Regions from separate parts of the Rattus norvegicus genome. Here region 2 is linked to region 1. A link is a contact called in public Hi-C data. All regions are on one chromosome and are shown on one strand. The core of a region is the stretch at or near the end of the contact, and the rest is flanking DNA. Distances in the headings are between cores, read along the strand shown.

Region 1 (4,959 bases), core at 1,733-4,232:
TTCAACAAATGATTACCATATAACACACACACACATACATATATCCTTTGCTCTCTAGGTCAGAGGCATAGATGGGTATTTATTTTAAGATTACAGCAAAGCATTAGCTCAGGTTATAAAAGTTGATTGCCTGGGAAATAAATCCAAGGTGAGTAAGGTTGGTTATTTCATTGCTTTCTTTACTTATTTTTTTTTGGAATTTAGCATTTCCTCTTTCCCTTGTTCTTTTAAAGGCAGTTTAAACTGGCTGAGTGTCATTGATAATCGGCTATTACCCCAAATGATTGAATTGCCCTAGGTGCACAGAATACATGAAACTCAAGACAGATGATCAAAATGCAAATGCTTCACTCCTTTAAAAGGGGAACAAGAATACCCTTGGCAGGGAATAGGGAGGCAAAGTTTAAAACAGAGGCAGAAGGAACACCCATTCAGAGCCTGCCCCACATGTGGCCCATACATATACAGCCACCTAATTAGGTAAGATGGATGAAGCAAAGAAGTGCAGGCCGACAGGAACCGGATGTAGATCTCTCCTGAGAGACATAGCCAGAATACAGCAAATACATAGGCGAATGCCAGCAGCAAACCACTGAACTGAGAACGGGACCCCCGTTGAAGGAATCAGAGAAAGAACTGGAAGAGCTTGAAGGGGCTCGAGACCCCATATGTACAACAATGCCAAGCAACCAGAGCTTCCAGGGACTAAGCCACTACCCAAAGACTATACATGGACTGACCCTGGACTCTGACCTCATAGGTAGCAATGAATATCCTAGTAAGAGCACCAGTGGAAGGGGAAGCCCTGGGTCCTGCTAAGACTGAACCCCCAGTGAACGTGATTGTTGTGGGGAGGGCGGTAATGGGGGGAGGGTGGGGAGGGGAACACCCATAAAGAAGGGGAGAGCGATGGGTTAGGGGGATGTTGGCCCAGAAACAGGGAAAGGGAATAACAATCAAAATGTAAATAAGAAATACTCAAGTTAATAAAGAAAAAAAAAGAAATACTCAAGTTAATAAAGAAAAAAACAAACAAAACTGGCTGAGTATATGGAAGCATAGGAATCTTTATTGACTTCAAGGTTTATTATTAACTTAGCTGTGAGATCCAGCAAAAGTATGTAAGGGATTCATTATAATGTGAGAGATGTTTTCCTAATAATGAGTCACTACAGCAAATGACTTATTCAAACATTATTGAAGTAGAGGATTGATAAACTATCTTTACCAGGAATGTATACTGGAGATATTCTCCCATTAAAACATTACCAGTCATAGGCACCTGGGCAGAAGACTCGGAAAAAGTCTGGCACCACTGGCTCAGGGTTTTTTATTCTGCAATCTGGATGGCCAAGAATGTTAGAAGTTAAATCCTAGGGTTATAAACTAATTAATTGTTTAACTATTCAAACAGTAGTTCTTTGCTTTCTATCTGAAGACTGGACACCTAAGGCATTTATAAAACCCCGTGCTATGGTAGCCTTGTCTATCTCTTCTCCTGACTGGCTTTGTCCTGGGCTTCAGCTACACCAGGTGTTTTTGAGTTTTCTATTAACTCCTGGCCACTTTTATTTCCATTACTTGACCACTTTTAATTCTAAATTCTACTTAGTTTATTCATGTTTTGGCTTTTATTACCATGTTTCATAGCTCAAGTGTCTCTTTGGCTCCATACTCGGGTATGCTGTCAAACTGCATTGCACCCGGAAATACATGCACCAAAATCGTATTGCTGTGTTCTACTGAGGGAGGAACCATGGCTTCTTCAGCTTCTCCACCTCATACCTCTAACTCCTTTCCTGCTCACTTCCAACTTGTCAGGGACAATTGCATGCTTCACAGACTTTATAGTCTGACTCGAGTTTTATCTTTAGATTTCAGTTCCTCAGGCATCTCATGCACAGCTTACCTCCCATGACCCTTTGATAATTTTCCATAGATGTTTCTTAGACTAATATAACAAATGCAATGGGATCGTGCCAAATCTGCTCAATATATTTTTACCAATGCTTAATCTGAGAGTTTCCAGTTCACCGAGAGAAGTCAACCATCTTTACACAGAACATCTTCCATCAGGCATCCTTGGTGTCATTACATTGTTACCGAACCACCATGAAGCACTGCAGCTCTAAGCATTGTCCACTCTGAACTTGATACTTGCTTCTTTATCAGCTCATCAGTATGCATAATTCATTATCTGCTACCCATTAGACCCCACATTACCAGAAGGCAAGGTACACACATATCCATCAGTGTTTCACTCAGGGCACTAGACTGAAGTTGTAGACCCGATGACCACCGTGAAGGTCTCAAAAAGCCCCTTGTGGTCCTCTAAGAGAAGCAGGCTTCATTCGACACGAAAAGAAAGCTGCATCAGGTAGCTAGATCAAAACAACAACCTACTTAACTTTTTCCTGTAAGAATTAAGTCAATGAAAGGAAAATAAAATCAACCCAGTTCAACCTCAAAACCAGAAGAGCTGACTTTTATTGATCTTAGAGGTCGGTGCTCTTAGGTTCAGTTTCAGTGAGCACAGGAGAGCAAGCGGTGTAGTTTTGTAGTAGAGAACAGGTCGGTGGGGCAAGGCTTCGCCAGAGTCACTGACTGCTTTTGGAAACTTCAGGGTGGGAAACTGCCTATTTTCTCCACTTTCAATCTCCGAGAAATCGCAGGATTCCAGGAGCCATGGGTCTGTTTTTAGCCTTGGTTTAGGGTGAGTGATTTCCTTTACTTCCACGTCTAAAGTGCAGCAACTGATTCCGGAGGGGACAACGTCTCCTTCAAGGAAGCTGGCTCAAAGGGAAAGATGGTGGGGAAAACACAAAAGTCCAGAGCTACCTCGTTCCAAGGCGCACCTGCTCTGCAATTTAGGAACAGCCCTTTATAGCTACTTCGGCTAGCGGCAGCCCAGAAGACAAGCGCATGCGCAGTAAGCACAACTTCGGCTCGCCTGCAGACGTCATCCTGAGTCGGCGGCTCCGCCCTTCTCAAGATGGCGCTGTTCTCCGTGCGGAAGGCGCGTGAGTGCTGGCGCTTCATCCGGGCACTTCATAAAGGACCCACAGCTACTGCGGCTCCCCAGGTAACCCGAGCCGACCTTCTGCTTTAGGCCTGCGGTCCTGCGTGCGCCTTCCCGCTCCCCTTCCCTTCCGCCACTTATTTCTCTCTTCCTGCTTCCTGTAAAGAGCCCTCCACACTTTCTCTCCGAGGTCCATTAGCCTGTGAGTCCCCGACTCAGCGCAGCAACGCTGCACACACACGTGACAGCAGGAGGTGCTGCTGCAGGAAAGCATCCGCCGCCCGGCCACGTGGCCAGCGTTGCCAGGCAACGCGGGAAGCCATCTGGAAGGAGCGTGACGTTATCAGAGGCCTAATTGCTTTGCGACCGTTCTATTAAGTTTTTAGCCTCCTTCCCCTAACAACTCCCCCGTGAACAGCGGAGAAATCAGAAAAGTTTTCTTGGAATTGGGTTGTTTAGGTTGGTGCAGTAGCTAGGGTGTGAAACGCGAGCAAATACCTCTGTACCACTAGGCACCTGCATCTACCAGGCCCTGTAAACAACAGCAACAAGCTGCCAAGGTGCTTCATACTGTTACCTGCCTGGCAGCACTGCGGTTACCATGACTGTGCTGACGAGCATGATCCATTATGTCCACACCCGCCACATTTGCATTGTACCCGCGGAGACGTAAAGTAGCAGGAAATATGCTTTCAAATAAACACAAAACATTCTAGAATTATGGCATTTTGACATAGATGATCACGGAAGTAATGTCTGAGAGCGGGAAGAAAATTTGAACTTCTGTGATGAAGTAATTTTTACACGGTGCATATTCATAGCCATTGATCACTGATATGACACGAGGATGTCATCTTCTAACTGATGTATTATCGAAAGGCATGCTGGCTTGGGTCGTAAAAGTTTCTGGCTTTTTCGCACATTTGTTAGCAGTGTTATAGAACCAATCGCAATCCTCTGGGCTCATTTTCTTTAGCAGATGGGAGAGAGGGAGAATAGGACTGATTGGCATGTTCATATACTTCCAAGCCTGCAAAGCATGTGGGCTCATGACCATGAAGAAAACATAGCCAGCAAGAGTAGATGAAAACTAACATGTAATAGTATATTTCATATCATCCACACTGTTCATTCTCTGGACTTCTGTTTCTTCATTAATGTAAACCTCACAAGATTCTATAAGAACAAAAGACACAGTACTGGAAACTCAGCAAACAACTGTTTCAATGTTACTTTACATTTTAAGAGACAGTGTTAGTTAAGAATTGATTCCAGCTTTAATCATCCAGTGTTTTCCTTGAGGTTTGGGAATTTCATTTTTCTAGACTATGATAGACATATTAATGTGTATGCAACCAAAAATATCTAGGACAGATTGCTGTTTAAGAACCCCTGGTTTAGCTTTAAATGAAAAGAATTAAATATTAAAGTTAGTTTCTGCCAAGTCATAACGCACATCAGTTAGAAAGGATGGCATGGAAGATGAGGCAAGCCCAGTCTGATGGCAGAGGCCTGTCATCCCAGCTATTCTGAGGGCAGAAGCAGAGGGGCGAGGGTCACAAGTTTAAGACCAGTCTGGGTAATTAAGTGAAATTCTTTGTCTCAAAATAAAAAGAGGATAGCTAAGTGCCAGTGTGCTTGCCCAGTACACATGATGATTTAGGCGCAGAAGCACTAATGATGTTCTCCTGAAAGACTAAAAGATGAAACGCTGTATTCAGAATATAACTGCAGTAGTGTTTGTTCATCAGTATATTCAGATAGGAAGAAAAACTGGATGGAAAACAACCATTTTTGATGGGCTTTGTTCATCCTAAATAGTGGATTAAAAGTAATTTAAGTGTGCTTTAAACCTTTGTTTCGTGCACTTCAAATTGTAGATATATCACTTTTATAACCAGAAAAATTTGAAAGCATAAATCTCCCTACAGACCTATAGT
Region 2 (5,249 bases), core at 1,393-3,892, 95 kb after region 1:
ACAGCCTACATGGCAGCAAACAAGGGGACCAGGGCATACACCTGGTGGTGTATAGACAGAGATAAATGCAAGCAAAATACTCATATACCTAATATACATATATACATAATATATATGTATATATGTATATCACACACACACACACACACACACACACACACACACATACACACACACAACCTAAAAGCTGAGTCTGTTAATGTGCACTACAACAAAACCCAACTGGTGTCTTTCTTCACATGAAGAGTCTTTAAAAGGAATGCCCAAAGAGTCACCAGGAGTGTGCACATGGAAACACGGAACATGAGAACAAAGGCAGAAGGCATCCTTAGAGAACGCCAGACCTGCCCATACCTTAACCTGCAACTTCTAGAATCCACAGTCATAAGCCAATGTCAGCCACATCACCCAGCCTATAGTGTCTTGTTACAGTAGCCCTGGCAAACTAACAGAGGGTGCTTTTTAAAAATATAAAATAAAATAAAATAAAATTGCAAATAAAGTGACTCAAACCATATTGTCCTAGAGCCATCGATCGGCGTCTTGCTCGGCCATTGTCACCTTCCTCCTGCAGGAGATGGAAACAGATAAAGACCCATGGCTGGGCAGTGTGCAGAGAGTGCGAGACCCTGGAACACTCAGTCTTAGGTGGAATGTCTCCATCAAACCCTTCCCTCGGGGCGTAGGGCACTCTGCAGAGGAGGAGATAGGAAAATTGTAAGAGTCAGAGCGCACCAGGCCTTTTAGACACAGCATGACTGTCACACATACAACTCTCAGAGGCGATAGCAGCGTGCACAGCGCCTGCTCAGGTCTAGCAAGATGGGGTCCTAGCACTGAGAGAGGACATGAACACAAGCTCCAATCGCTAACCGAGAAGCTGTCTCCAGTGGACTGACAAGCACCCACAAAAGAAAAATTAGTTTTCTCCCCCGGAGTCTCACTGGTTATAGAAATCACACCCAGCAGTAGATGGGCAACACGAAATGAACTCGTGAACTCAGTAGTGCTTTTTAGGGTATTTGATCGGTTGGTTTTTGTTTTTGTTTTGTTTTGACTCGTGATGTTTTTTTCTTTTTAACCTCACAGGCCGTTGCCTATGTGTTATGGTTTGCACTTTTGTGTTTTATAGAATTTCTGTGCTGCGGGTGCAAATCTATGTTTCTTGTGCTTTTTCTTTGGCTCTTTTCTGTGTTTTCATTTTTAGATGCCTGTTTGTTTTCTGAGAAAGAAAGAAGTGGTGTGGATTTGGGTAGGTGGAGAGTTGGGGCAAAGTCTGGGAGAAGTTGGAGGGAAAACCATAATCAAAATGTATTATATGGGGGGGGGGATCTATTTTGGTTTTTTAAAAGGGAAAAATGATATAGGCTTGCAAGTAATGTTTTAAAATGTATATGGAAGACTTAATGGTTCAAAGAGAGCTGTGTGATATCTGGGAGAAAACTCAGCCAGCCAGAGGAAGAACAAATGCAAAGGCCTTCAAAGAGAGAGGGTGCAGAAGAGAAGGAGTGTGAGGAGTGAAGAGGTCAGAAGAGGAGTAGGGAGGCCATCGGAGGGATGCCACCCTTGCTTCATCTTCTCTATAGTTACACACCCTAATGTGGCAAGGTGGGAGGAAGGTGTAATGGTTCTGAAGAGAATTCGGGTAGGAAAAGCTGTAATTAAATTGAGGGAATCTCAACTGAAACTTCCTTAGCCCTGGGCCACTATTACCTTCTTGCAGGGTAGCAGATATCCCAAGAGGATGCCTGCATGTTGAATTTCACTTACTATGCTCCCTCTTTCCCTCTACCCCTGAGACAGGGTTTCTCTGAGTAGCCCTGACTATCTGGAGTCTGCTCTGTAAACCAGGTTGGCCTTGAACTCAGAGATCTTCCTGCCTCTGCCTCCTGAGTGCTGAGATTAAAGGTGTGGACCACTACTACCCCAAAATACATCCTATTTTAAGCTGAGTTTTACCTTTATGATTTTTCCAACGTGACCAATCGTCCAATAATATGAAAGATGTTGTTTATAACAAGAGTATGGCCATTGAGTCTCTGGTCTCACAATTTAGTGGGGGAGAAAAAACATCACCTCATTAAAGGAAGTCAGTTTCCCACTTTCCAGCATACATACTCGTGCTTTGAAGGACATACTAAGCTGGACAGTGGGAGCACAAGCCTTCAATCCCAGCACTAGGAAGGCAGATCCAGTCAGATCTCTTTGAGTTTGAGGTCAACCTGGTCTACCGAGCCAATTCCAGGACAGCTAGGGCTACCAAAGGAAGCCCTCTCTTGAAAAACAAATAAACAACAACAAAAATAGTCCAAATAGGTGGTGGTGACAGGTCATGCCTTTAATCCCAGCACTCAGGAGACAGAGGCAGGACGATCTCTCTGAGTTCCTCGCCAGCCAGCCAAGACTACAAAGAGAAACCCTGTCGTGTGTGTGTGTGTGTGTGTGTGTGTGTGTGTGTGTGTGTGTGTGAGAGAGAGAGAGAGAGAGAGAGAGAGAGAGAGAGAGAGAAGGAATTTTTAAAAAACGTAATTGAATTAAATGTCCAATTCTTTGGGAGCTCCTTTGCCTTGCTCTTCCCAAAAATTCCTCAAGCAAATATTTAATGAGTGTCCCCTGTGACCAGTAGTACACTGTATCTGCCACAGGGAAACCACACAATAGATATCAAAACTAATCAGAAAGGTTCACATCCCACACTCTTATGTTTCTGCGTGGAGCATCCTAAACGAAAGCATTTTTAAAATTGTGAACTCCTTTTCCTTTCATGAGATGTCTTTTCAATCCTATTATGAAAGCACTGAAGGTGGTCAGGAGAGGTACAAAAGCCCTGAGCTTGTAGTTTAAAGAAATGAGCGAGACCTCCACTCTCTAGCTACTCTCCTCTGCCCTGGGAGCCTGAAGACTCTTCCCAGCTCCAGGCTTCCTGCGCCTCAGAAGCCCTCAGCTGGTCTTTAGCAGACATAATGACGTAAAGGAAAATGAATCCGGTCCCTTCAGCTTTCTCCTCTTTCTACAGCATGAAGCTAGGGGCCCGAGGAGGATCTAATATCAAAAGAAAGAGGGCAATGCCACTACTTGGAGAGAGAAAAAAATAATTACCAAATTTCCTGAATAGTAAACAGCTTTTTTAAAAAAGCAGAAGAAAAAGCTCGGCCCTTTGATAACTCGGCCCGGGTCTGCTTGTGAATACCTTAAGGGTTATATCATCAGACCGACTCCAGCGGCCCGTGCTATTGTTTCGAAAAGAGGAAACTGGGAAGAAGGTGAAGGAGTGAAAGTAGATGGGCGGAGGAATGCTGCCTCTTGGGGAGGAGTTTGATGTTGAAAGTGCAGTTTAAAAGGCTAACAGTAGTAAGGCTGAAAGACAAATTGGACGAATTATCCGAGTCTTCGAACAGCGGGTTTCTTGGAGCCGTTCCTCCTTCCTTGTGGAACTAATGAAAACGTGTGGAGTCAATGATTGTCCAGCTAAGAGGCGATTAGCTACAAAGACGAACCCCAAGTAGCCGGCTTTGCCATTCTGAAAACAATCACTTGGGGGCAGTCTTGTGACTGTTAAATTTCCTGGGTTGCTACCTTAGATTTTGCTACATTTTCTTCTCCTAGTATTCGCTTTCTTTACCTGAAAGCGATGGGGGAAGGGGAGGGCAATGTAGAAGGCAACTTAGGAAATAAACTTTGCACGCTACACCGTCGGCCAGGTGATGTCACGAGAATTCTCGGACCGCTGAACAGTCACTGCAGCTTTCCTTTGGGTCTTGGAAACTGAGGAGGCCGGGGCTGTGGGGACAACAGAGCATGAACACCGCAGTTGTACCTGCATCACAATGCACACCTGCCAGCCCCCCACCCCTACTCCAACCCCCCCCCCCCCACCCCGTGACACAGAGTCAAGTCTATGACCCTTGGGAACTAGTAGAACCTGGTGAGCGAAGAGGGGAGCAGAGTGTGGATCCTAGGGGACTGCTTACTAACTCCTCAAAATCTAGTTGCGGCCACAGAAGTGGTTTCCCAAGCATCCTGACCTCTCGGGCTTTCCAGACCTGCCGCAGGCTGAGCAGCATGCCCAAGGCCTGGCTCGCCTGGTTGCAGGACCTGGCGGCGAGTGGCGGTAGGAGTTCTGTGGTGAACGAAACTGAACTGATCTTAGACCACACACCTCAAAACAGTCCAAGTCACAACAGTATCCGTTCCTTTCGTCCCGATTTTGTCAAAGGGGTTAATGTCTAGGATCCTCGTGAACCAGGAGATTAAAATCCTTCGAAAAGAAGCAAGACGTGGCCTCTCCCATATCCAAGAATTGGGAGAGCTGGCCCAGAACCCCAAGACCAGAAAGAATTTGCTTGTTTGTGGACTTGAGTGTTGGGGTGTCTCAGAATAGCAAAGTAAAAAGTTGCAAAGAATGCAAAGTAAAAGTTGAGAGCCCTAAGAGCAAACAGCTAACCTCGCTTTCCAAAACGGTGGTGGAGTCTATCGCAGCGCTGGTGTCTGAGGAAGAAACACATCCCGCGTCTTCTCCCACAGACCTACCAGGCAAAATAAAATACACCCTCAAAAGTCCGGAAAATGGGAAAGGTCGGGGTGAGAACTCAGCTCTGACCGTGGTCAGGTCTCAGACTTCACTTCCGCGTCTCCAGCACGCACAAAAGAGGTCCACGCAGCGACAAGAGAGATCACAGCTACGAAGTCCAAAGAAATGGCATGAGTTCACCTTTACTCAGACCCTTGTGCTGTAAGGGTTAGGCCCTTCTAGAAAGGAAAGGGCAATTGTCTTGCAAATTCTGAGGGGAATGTAATAAAAAAGAAATAGTTAACTTTCAATGCGACAGTTTTCCCCTCCAGAAAACTGAGAAGCATGCAAGAGACTCTTTCCCCTCTTCATCAGTAAACAGCTAAACGAGACAATGGCTGGAGCTGGAGCTTAGGGAAGGTGTTCTTGGAGAAGCAGAGTATGTCCACACCGGAATGGCCTTAAGCCCCCTGCCTTCCTTGAAGCATGAAGAATCGCCGGGTGCCTCGGGCCGAAGGAGCCTGGGACCTCAGCCGCACGCAAAGCTAGATCAGGCTTCAGCAGGGCCAGACTACAAACTCAGCCCGCAACATTTTCTTTTTCTTCCCCTTCTCTCACCCCCCACTGCAGCACGGAGCAGCTGCTGCCCGCCTGGAACAAAGGCAGTTCCTTTCTGTCTGTGCCTGAATCACAATAACTCTCCAGAGCTTCGTGCTGTTCTGCTCTAGTCTTCACTGCG

What was found. A called contact is a pair of places that touch in the nucleus more often than the background predicts.
Region 2: a Hi-C map of the A7r5 cell line shows a contact between it and region 1, with 1.7 times the contacts expected there. The contact joins the enhancer-like site here to the promoter of Wars2 in region 1. A contact is called at or near these places in 2 of 12 Hi-C or Micro-C datasets (the A7r5 cell line and mammary epithelial cells).

The regions. Positions count from the first base shown.
Region 1 is chr2:189,147,379-189,152,337 of GRCr8, forward strand. It overlaps Wars2 (tryptophanyl tRNA synthetase 2 (mitochondrial)), which reads left to right and starts at 2,983. Exons shown (of 6, transcript NM_001168641.1): 1 at 2,983-3,082. The coding sequence starts at 2,993. It overlaps LOC134485938 (a long non-coding RNA gene), which reads right to left and starts at 1,778. Exons shown (of 2, transcript XR_010064358.1): 1 at 1,639-1,778.
Region 2 is chr2:189,242,544-189,247,792 of GRCr8, forward strand. No RefSeq gene overlaps it. Among named protein-coding and RNA genes, the nearest start is that of Tbx15, 20 kb to the right of the region's middle. Within about 2 kb of position 2,643, at least 4 of the 93 cell types and tissues checked have an H3K27ac peak or open chromatin away from gene starts, as enhancers often do. A contact at or near this core is called in the A7r5 cell line, where this site is marked.